Linked DNA regions of Mus musculus: regions 2 and 3 are each linked to region 1. A link is a contact called in public promoter capture Hi-C data. All regions are on one chromosome and are shown on one strand. The core of a region is the stretch at or near the end of the contact, and the rest is flanking DNA. Distances in the headings are between cores, read along the strand shown.

What was found. Promoter capture Hi-C pulls out the DNA fragments that hold promoters and counts their contacts.
Region 2: a promoter capture Hi-C map of erythroid cells shows a contact between it and region 1, with 10 times the contacts expected there. The contact joins the promoter of Qrich1 here to the promoter of Poc1a in region 1. A contact is called at or near these places in 2 of 39 promoter capture datasets (erythroid cells and pre-B cells).
Region 3: a promoter capture Hi-C map of pre-B cells shows a contact between it and region 1. The contact joins the promoter of Dnajc13 here to the promoter of Poc1a in region 1. A contact is called at or near these places in 3 of 39 promoter capture datasets (cranial neural crest, hippocampal neurons and pre-B cells) and 2 of 115 datasets of contacts at active chromatin or transcription factors (embryonic forebrain and large pre-B cells).

Annotation. Positions count from the first base shown.
Region 1 is chr9:106,279,195-106,282,696 of GRCm38.p6, reverse strand. It overlaps Poc1a (POC1 centriolar protein A), which reads right to left and starts at 1,636. Exons shown (of 11, transcript NM_027354.2): 1 at 1,241-1,636. The coding sequence starts at 1,258.
Region 2 is chr9:108,515,334-108,518,835 of GRCm38.p6, reverse strand. Qrich1 (glutamine-rich 1) reads right to left here and starts at 1,749. Exons shown (of 10, transcript NM_175143.5): 1 at 1,596-1,749. Qars (glutaminyl-tRNA synthetase) reads right to left here. Exons shown (of 24, transcript NM_133794.2): 24 at 2,895-3,040. The coding sequence ends at 2,990.
Region 3 is chr9:104,261,189-104,264,690 of GRCm38.p6, reverse strand. Dnajc13 (DnaJ heat shock protein family (Hsp40) member C13) reads left to right here and starts at 1,761. Exons shown (of 56, transcript NM_001163026.1): 1 at 1,761-1,992.

The DNA.
Region 1 (3,502 bases), core at 387-2,886:
CTGCTAGGACAAATGAGTACAGCAAGGAAGGGTTCACGATCAGCAAACACACAACCACACAAACGATCAGACGAATCAATAAATCCACAACAAACAGATCAAATATGGGCCCAGTGTGGGGAACAAACACCTTTAATCCCAGCACTTGGGAGGCAGAGGCAGGTGGAACTGTGAGTTCAAGGCCAGCCTGGTCCACACAGTAAATTCCAAGAGAGCCAAGACCATAGTAAGTTATCTCCCTCCACCTCAAACACCAAAAATTAAAAACAAAACAAGCAAACAACAACAACAAAAAAAACAAAACGACAAAACACACACACACACACACAACCAAACCACCTGAAGAGCTCCAAGGAACCCAGCTTGGGAAAGGATATTTCTATGATACAGCGAAGCCATTGCTATTCCACAAAGCTCTACCCCAAACAAAGGTGAGGCCCAGTGCCCAGCTCCACCCCCAAGCACACCTGCAGGTTCACGCCTTTTAACAGATGGCCTGGTAGTTCAGGGGTAAGAATCAACTAAGGAGCAAGGGCTCATTCCCTCTCCTGTCCTCACCAGAGCCTCTCAGAAACACAAGGGTGAGGAAGTGTCCATCCTAGGCTCAGTGGGCAGAAGCAGATTCAGGTCTGACTCCATCAGTGACACCCCTTCCCAATGCCTTCTTCCCTGAACAGTTTCCCCTAAAATCTGCGTGGAGCTAAATGTAAACAGAATATCAAATCGGCACTCAAAAGTCTGGTTTCTATTTCTACCCAAGTCTTCTCAGGTGCATCAGGTACCACCTGGCCCTGTGGAAGCAAATTCTTATTTAAAGGACCAATTTGAAGTCCTTTTCTGGAGTGGGGGGAGGGGTCAGAATCGAGCCCTGGACACACTGCAGGCTTCCGCTATCCCAGGCATCCCGATGGCCTACTGCTTCTACTTGTTGGAAAAGGATGTCACCTCCAAAAAAGACCTGTTGCTCACAAGAGGCCAAGCTTACGAGGCTCGCCCCAGGCCACGACAAGGGTCGGGCCTTGATGGTGTCTTCCTCAATACGCCGTACATTCCAGAGGCAGAGACTTATTTCTTCGTCCTGGTGGTCTAACATCTAGCCTGGCACCTGGGGTGCTAAGTCAATGCCCGGATCCACCCCGTAACCTTGGATGAGGAGGTCACCCTAGAACCCCGCGTCACCATCCGCCTCTCTCGCGGCCATTGTTCCAACCAGTCAGGTGCTCACTATCCAGGGACTTACCTGGCTGGGAGCAGCCATAGCGGGGCTAGCGGGCTGGTAGGACCAGCTGTGCCCCAAGTGCCAGAGATAGCTGGGTCGGCAGTTGTGCCAGTTCAGTTTCCGCGCCCCCAATCGCCACCAATAGCAACGCCGGTGGCGTCGCCGCGTCCCGCCCACCGCAATTAAAGGAGAAGCGCCCTAGGTTTTTGTCCGCCGACCGGAAGTCGGGTCGTTCGATAGGCGTCAAGCTCTTGTCCTCCCGCTCTTCCAGATGAGGTGACCCGCCGAGCAGCCAAAAGCCTCAGTTCGCTGTCACACTTTCCTCCTAAGAACTTAAAAAAAAAAATCTTAGATGAAGGTTTCGGCCCTTCAGCTCTAGCTCAGGTAACGGAGCGCGCAGCCATCGGGGAAATGAAGTTCTACATAGCACTTATACCCCACAGTCTTAATAAAGGTAGAACTACATTTACCGAGATGCTCCGGGGCGGGCGGAGTTTTACCATTATGAGTGACAGGCTTAAGTATCCCGGAAGGAGGATACTGACTGGCCTTGCTCTTGGCTTAAAACGTCCGATCAAGGCGCCATGGAGAACCAGGTTATTAGCGCCTTGGGACCCCAGAATGGTTCGTTCCTGCGAATACTCCTAAGTGTCTATTTAAAAAAAAAAAAAATGGAGTCATTCAAGAGTCAGAACCATGGTGCAGAAAGACATATGTTCAATTCTTAATTCTCTACTGGGTGACCTCAGGAAAAATGCGTCTACTCCGAGGGCCTGCCTCCGCGTTTGTCTTAAGAGGGGATGTGACTGCGGCCCGTCTTGCTCGGAACTCTTTAGCCTTAAGAAGGCTTTGGGTCGTAGCCTGACCTTAGCTCCAAAAAAAAAAAAAAGGTGAAAGAAGCAATCGTCGGGCGGAACCACCAGAGGCCGTCCTTTTCCACCTTCTGCAATGAAAGCAGCCGAAGCCCAGAGTGACCTGTGCATCTGACCTGAACTGGATGTTTTGTAAGATTCAAGAACCTTCCATCCATCATCTCTCCTGGGCCGGCCAACTTGTCCATACTCAAAACACTAATTAGGATCTGGCTGTGTCCTGAGGTTTCTTACCACATGCCTAGGCTTGAAACTGTGTCCCTAAATCTGCAGGGACAGTAAACTCAGAAACTGGCGTGTGGGGGAGTGTATTTGGACCTAAAAGAATGATTCATTGGTTCAGAGTGTATATGGTTCTCCCAGAGGACGAAAGTTCTATTCCCAGCTCCCATGTCAGATGGTTTACAACTGCCTGGAACTCCAGTTCTGAGGCAGTTCAACACCTCTTGTCTCCTGAGGCACACACACACACACCATTAAAAATAATTCTTTTAGTGTTTTGATGAGAGATACAGGATCTATATCTGATCCTATTTTAACTATGTTGGCATAGAATTGGTACCTTGACATTAGAAATGTTTAAGCTAATTTAACATAGGCAAGGTGAAAGTCTCAAGACAAAAATAGGTGCTCACAAATTCCCAGCCTTCCCATAAACAGTTTTCAGTTTTTCTCTTGTCAATAAGTGTGTCACGAGCACCCCATGCCAGAAACATGATGGTCACGTTTGTATATTCCTACAATGTCAAAATGAATTGCCTCTCAGGAAATTCCCAAGCTGTAGCAGTTTGCTGCTTTTCCAGATAAGGTCTCTCTATGTGGTCCTAGCGTTCCTTCCTCTGGCAGCCACAGACTTTTTATTTTTACTTTTTTAGGAATGTCATATGTAGGAATGTTTTGCCTACCTGTATGTATATGTACCATACTTATGTCTGATGTCTTATGAAGACGCCGGATCCCCTGGAACTGGCGTTGCAAACAGTTGTGAGCTGTCACGTGGGTGCTGGGTCTGAAACCCAGTCCCAAGTAACCTTAAACCAGCCCCACTAATCTTTTTCTGTTGCCTTGCTTTTTTTCTTTTCTTTCTTTTTTTTAAGAATATTGTGGGGTAGCCACCAGAGGAGACTGCTAAGACACGGATTTAAGCCAATAAAAAGTCTTTATTAGCCAGCCAGCAACTACACTGGGTGTTGTTCAAGATCCCATTGTAGCCGCAAGGCTTTCTCAGGGTGAGCTTTTAAGCATAAAATGTTCTGGGGGACTGGAGAGATGGCTCAGTGGTTAAGAGCACTGACTGCTCTTCCGGAGGTCCTGAGTTCAAATCCCAGCGACCACATGGTGTGTCACAACCATCTGTAACAAGACCTGATTCCCTCTTCTGGTGTCTGAAGACAGCTACAGTATATACATA
Region 2 (3,502 bases), core at 500-2,999, 2.2 Mb before region 1:
TTAACTCACCAGTCACCATGTTGCATGTATGTCTGCTGCTTGTCCTGAGTTCTTAAGACTTCTAACATTCTGAAGAAGATAGAACAAAGAAGTTCCTTCCATCCTCAGCCTCTTTTTAAGTTTTAACTTTGTTCTTAAAAAAATACAGTATATTAAAAAAAAGTCATTACTATCAAAGTTTGGTTGCTACTAAAAGGAATAAAAATCCTTTTAGCTTGCTTTTCCTCAGGCTTAATGTAACAAAATTGTAAAAATAAACTAGCAGATGTTTTGTCTTAGAAAAAAAGAGCTGTGTATTTCTCCATCACAAACCTAGAATTTCCTAGATAGAAGATCACAGCACTGAAACAAAATGTGGAAAGAAAAAAAAAAGCTGAGAAGAACTTCAGTTACATAGTTTTTATAGTGACAGGCAGATTTTAGAAATTTTTGCTGGACATTTTAGAAATTACAAAGAAAAAAACCGGCAAAGCATTGATCAAGTTAATCAAGGTTAAGAAACAGCCCTTATCAAGAACAGAAAGGCAAGCCCCTCCCACCCACGCGGAGGTGGAAAAAAAAAAGGGGGGGGGGAGGCTGCATTTAAGTGAGGATTTAAAGCGGAATTTTAGAGCTCCGAGAGTTTGATACCATATACAGAGGAGGATCTCTTTCCGGAGCGCACAGAGGTGACGTGTATCAACTGCGCTTATGGAAGAATCGGTTCTAATGGAAGAAAAGCGGGGCCTGGTAATGGTAACCTTCTCTCCTCAGCACAAAGCACCAGTACAAGGTGAGGAAACCCATGGGGACCCAATGCCCTCTCCGGCCAGCAGGACTCGGTTTCCCAAGCAGAGCAGCACCCTCCCCAAGCACCCACCCAGTCCTTGGGCCTCGCTTAAGTAACAGCATTCTTCAGTTAGTACGAGCACTCCTGTCCGCCTCCCGGAGGAGCGGAGCCGCAAGCCAGACCGCAAAGCCGCTATGTTTCTCCGCAGACCTAGGCCACCGCTGCCCCGGACGTCACGAGGACAAGGGCCCAACCCTCAACCTTCCCCAGTCGGCAGGTCGGTCGTCCGCCAGGCCGCTCGCCCGCCCGCCCGTCTGCCCTCCTCTTGGAAGGGGCGTCCGGCGCGCACTCCGGACAGCGTGAGCGACCAACAGCAGGGCGCGCGCCGCAAAACCGGGGGGTCGCGGGGTGGCGCGCGCCCCGGAAGCCGTTCTAGCCCACGGGCCACAGCTGAGAGCCAACGGGGACGCGCACGTCGGGCGGCTACGCGCAACGAGAGGACCGCACAGCGCGCACGATAACGCACGCGCGCGCGCAGAAAAATGAGAAAAAAAAAAAAAAGAAAAAAAAAAGCCACGCTCGTGCGCGCGCGCCTCCGCGCGCCCCCGTGCGCCGCGCCCACCCGCCCCTCAGGCCCGCCCCTCCCCCACCCGTGGGGCGGAGGCTCGCGAGCCGAGGGACGTTCTCCGCTCTGAAGCCGCCCTGAGGTCGCCTGGGCCCAGCGGCAGCGGCCCGCCCGCCCCCGCCCGCCCGCCGTTGTGTAGGGTGGGCCTGCCGCCTTCGAGCCAGAGCCTTGCTGCGTCCCCGCCCTCACCAGAGCCCTCACCCGGCGACGTCACCGCCGCCGCTGCCTCCGTTCTACCCGCCGGCCCCGCTTCACCGCCCGGGGCCTCGGTTCTGCCGTCGCCGCTCCGAGACCGACAGGATTTTCTCCTCACAGCTCCCTGGGCGCCATCTTACATTCAGCCCTCACGGCCAATGGGAGCCGAAGGCCCTTCTCGCGAGAACCGGAGCGTCGGATCCCGCGAGAGCTGCCTGCCAGGCTTAAAGGGAACGCTGCAGCCACAGAGGGAACCGGTTGGAGTGGAGAGCGTACCCCTCGTTGTGGGAAGGAGCGCCACGCCCATGGGCACCCCTCCATGCGGGGCGGGGCTTAGGCCCGGGGTTCAGCATCCAGGGGTATTTTGCCCCTGCCCTGGGTCTGAAAGCATGCTTTTTGAAGCCACCTACGGTGTCCCGCTAGCGCCTCCTCTAGTTGCACAGTTCCACGCGAGGCGGGGCCGGGCCTAGCTCGGCCTCGTGGTTAAGGTGGCCCCCTTTCAAACCCCTGAACTGGGCGCAGCTTTAACCATTGTGCCGCGCCTGGGAAGCGCTCGGGGCGTTAGTGCACGGGAGAAAACAGCTTCAGGAACCCCCAGCACCACCTCTCATCTGAGATCGCTTTGCCACAGTCAGGTCCACCTTAAAGCAGGCCTTGGGTAGCCTAGTGTTTGTATACAGGGAAAATGTGGAAGGCTTTAAAGCTGCAGGCACTCACCTACAGCCTCACCAGAAGCTCCCAGCAACCCAGGGGGCCCTCAGTCTGGGGCAAACCTTAGTGCCTTCTGCACTTGTTCCTGTCCTAGCAAACTCTAATCTTCAAATTCTTCAGAAGTCAATTTCTGAGACGGGGTCCAATCCAAGGGCCAGCATAGCCAGGAATCTCATCTCAGCACCGTATAGACATCCAGGGAGTTTGCTGGGGTCCCCAAACTGGAAAGGCCACAACAGCATTCATGATTTATCTCACTATGCTTAAATAGTTGACAGGGCTTTTTTCTAAATGATCACACGGGGGGTCATGTGTCTCTTGATCTCTAGCCACAAAGACACAAACCTAGATCCCTCCATAGGACTGGTGACTGTGCAACAGCATCTCTGGGGTTCTCAGGTTTATCATAGTAAGTGCTGAGCTAATTCCAGCCATGCACCTGCCTTTGAGAACCAAGTGCAGTAGTGACTTTGTGGCTGGCTCTTTTCTGGGGAAGTGCATTCTTCCAGAAGACATATGAGACCCACCACTGCCAGCTAACAAACTATTTCTCCAGGGTCCTCAGATATTAGAAAGGCAGACAACAGAGAGACGCCAGAGGGATTTAGTTATTCTTTATTGAAACGGAGTGTGGAGTGCTGAAGGGCACCCCCAGCCTCCAGGATGAGGTAGGGCCACATGTATTCAGTTCATATTTTGCCTGGGTCTTCTTTTAGTGTGACAGTTCGGTTGAAGACAATCTGAAAGGCAGTAGAAGAAAAATGACCAACAACCCCGAACCGGGCTTCTTACTTCCCCTTCATCACCTAGGAGGTGAGGTATCATGGAGGTGAGGTACCAAGGTTGTCAATAACTCTGTAATTTCAGATAAAGGACTAGATGCCTGTGCTGTGCCTTAGTTTCATGAGGATTATGACAAACTCTAAGCTTGCCTGCTACTTTGAAGAGTAAAAAAGTTAGGGCCGGGGCTGGAGAGGTGGCTCAGCAGTTGAGAGCACCGACTGCTCTTCCAGAGGTTCTGAGTTCAATTCACAACATGATGGCTCACAACCATCTGTAATGGGATCTGATGCCCTCTTCTGGTGTGTCTGAAGACAGCAGCAGCATACTAACATAAAATAAAATAAATCTTAAAAAAAGTTAGAGCCCTATAAAATTTTGTGCTTGGACTTAACTGGAAAGTAATGAATGTCCCTCCCAAC
Region 3 (3,502 bases), core at 512-3,011, 2.0 Mb after region 1:
GAGGAGGAGGAGGAGGAGGAGGAGGAGGAGGAGGAGGAGGAGGAGGAGGAGGAGGAGAGAAGAGCAAAACCAACCATTCAAACCTGGAAATGATTTCTGCAAGAGAAGGCTTATGGGAAGAATACAGTTTCTCCACTTCAGGATGCGTTCAGAGGCAGGGAATTTTCCACTACAGGGGACGGAGGCAGTTCATGTTACCTAAGCTCCTTTCACCTCTGAGAATCCATTTATTTGGTTCCAAATATTAAATAGAGAGGCAGTGTCAAGGGTTTAGTAGTTTGATGACCTGGGTGTTACAGTCTGGGGCCAAATCTCGGCTCAACCTTTTGGATGAACCTCACCTTGATTTAGTCACTTAGGAACTCTGGGTCAGCCTTTTTTACCAAATAGAAATAGGACCGCCCACACCTAGTTCTGGCAATACTCTAAGGGTCTGTAACATATACAAAGCCACGTAAGCACATGCTTTTATTACCCTGGGATAGGCCAAGGGCATCTTGTTTTGTTTTTCATTGTTGTTTTTTCCCCTTTCCACTCTACTTCAGGTCTCATCTTTCCAAGCAAGCCATTTCTGGCTGCTCACAGGCACTTTTATTTCACTGGGACAGTGTGGGAAAGCCTTCCTAAGGAAAAATCTAGTCGTCTCCAGTAACACAAATGGGTCAGTCGGCCAAAAAGTCAAGTCTGTAGAAACCATTTTACATGTTTTTCATCCCAAAACCTCCATCTATGAAACGATTCAACCACAGACGGGGTCCCTGAGAAATTCCAGTTCCAGGGTTGCTACACAATAATAATATTAGGCTCACCAGAGCATTTAAACCTAGAACTGTGTGTCCATACAAGTTTTTTTCCCCCCACAGAATCACGTTTTAGAGGGTAGTCTGCCCCTCTCACATCTTAGATGAGACACCGTCTGTTGCTCAGAGCTCTGACACAATTGTCATCTGTAACTTTGTTTCATTCTGATACTGTCACTCTCCTGAGTTCCCCTCTTCATATAGTTTCAGTGAGTTCCTATCCAGAGAGCAGTTCTTGAGTCAACTTACTTGAGCTCAAATACTAAGTCTACTACTGTGGAACTACACATCAATTTATTATCTGAAAATAGAGGATAATCCCTATCTCAGACGGCTGCAAGTTAATTGACCTTAAGTAGTTGGCCAATTAAATCCTGGCTCTGGGATCAGAGGTCCAGGAAGGCAGCAGTGTTAACTGTCCCAACACTTCACCCGCAAAGGCCTTTGACCTCTGAGGCTTCGGTCTCCATTATCTCCCTGAACACTCAAAACTTAAATCCGCGTTCAGGGTGTGTCAGTAGCGAGTAAAAGTTATGCCCACGATGCAGCTAAACCAGAGATGCGCACTGAGGCTTTCGACGGCTTCGTGGATGCGCCAGGACACTGAAGACTAGGGCTAGGTAACAGAGCTGCTCCTTTGCAGAGTTACAGTAGCCAATGCCAGCGTCTGGCTGAGAGGCGTGTCTCCAGGGATTCAGGGGGCGTGGCCTCTCGGACCGCTCCAGGGGGCGTGGCGCCTCGCCTTCTGCTTGGGCCAAGGCTCTCTTTCGCTAAGCGCACGCGTACTTCCCGAGAGGCGGAACGGCGGGCGGCGCGCACGCGGCGCTTCCCGGAAGACGGCGAATGGGCCACCGAGGGAGGGAGCACAGTGCTCCCGAGGGCGGGGCGCGAGGCGGAAGCGCCGAGGTCAGCTGACAGGGTCTCGTGACGGCCGGGGCGGCGGCCACGCACGCGCGTTAGGGTTCAGCGCTCGCAAGCCTGGTGGAAGATGGCGGCGTCCAGGGCGAGCCTCTGAGAGGCAGAGGGAGGAGCGGAGGGGTGGGGGCCGCGGCGCAGGAACCCGCGGCGACAGGCCCCGGCGGGGAAAAGGAAAGCGAGAGGGGACGGGGCCGGCGGCGCCTCCATCCTACTCAAGACGTGGAGCCGGCGGCGGGCGGAGCTCGGGCTGGAGCGCCTCCAGCCTCCTGCGAAGGTAAAGCCGCCTCCGGCTCTGGGTTTCTGCGATGCCGCTTCCCACCTTCGGGGACCCGGGGGCTCCGGGCAGGGACCCCAGAGCGGGCGGCGTTAAGCTGCTGTGTGTGGCTCGAACCTGCTGAAGCCGCGATCCTCCGTCCAGGGATCCCTGCGCTCGGACCCTCCCCTCCCCCGGCTCTGAGTGACATTTGCCCGGGGCACTGCCCGGCAGCCCCACCCCTCTCTCTGCCTGGCCGTCTTTTCTCCCATCACTATCCCTGTCCCCCACTTCTCTCGGCAACTCTCCCCGACTCAACTCCACACCTCCTTCCCCTGTGGGCTCCGCCCTCGGGATTCCCTCCTGGATGCCGGCGCCTCCGGTTTTCTTAGGTTAGCGGTCCTGCTTCCTTCCTCTGGGGTCCCGCGTAGACTCGATTTTTTTTTTTTTTTCTTTCTTTTTTCCTCGTCTCAGTTTTGTTTCGATTTGATGGGAAAGGAGGGGCAGCTGCTGTTCTCTTCCTCAAGTCCTTTATCAAACACCAAGTTTTCCCCCCAAGGCTTTTCCTTCTTGTAAAGTAGCCTGGCCTGTTCACTGTTGCCCGTGCTGGGCTGTGATTTCACCTCTGAACGCGGCTTTTGGTGTAGGTGAAGCAGCACTTTGGACGCCCAATGAAGTGGGTGTTGAGAGTACACCTGCGTGCCCCCGCCCCCCAAAAAACCCCTATTGTAAGATGCTAAATTAGCCACTCTTACCTTGAAACCGTTTCCCTAATCACTTGGTGGAAGGATGATGTAAATAAAAATCGCCCCCTAACACAGAGATGAACTCCCAAAGTAGTGATTTTTTACTTCCACGATCTGCTTTTCCCGTTTATTCTATAGTTTAGTTTTTTTTTTTGTTGTTGTTGTTTCTAGTGCCTCATTGTTTAACTTAATTTAGCTTACAGCATAAAAGCCCCTTTAATTTTCATATATAGTATAAACCAATGTTTAAGTTGCAATATCGCAAATGGTGGCTCTGGCTGTTAATACCACATTACGTTCAGGGACGGGACCGCCAGTCCTAGTTGAGAAAACACTGAGTTCACATTTGTTTGGAAACAGGAAGTACAAACAAATTAAAGGAGAAAAAGAGGAGCCAGAGTTAAGAAACAGGGATGTAAAGACCTTAAAGCTAGCTTGAGTCCTGGGCCAATACCAGCATTCGTATTCCCCCGAGAAACTATGGATATTCTTTTCTAATGCAGTAGTAGTAGTGTAAATCATACTAGCAAGCGTGACTGCAAACAAACCAAGTTCTAAAACGTGAATGTGCACAGTAATAAAGTTGCACACTGGTGGAGAGCATGAATTATTTGGTTACCCAGGCAGATGGTAATAACCTGTTTTTCTTAAACTTAGAAGAAAGGTTAATAGTGGAACCTAGTTCCCAATAGATACTAAGGTAGAGTTGAAATCAAAAGATCATGTTATACCTTTGTTGGCCCCATTCCTCCAGCACTTGTAATTACACGGGTGAGTTTGCAATG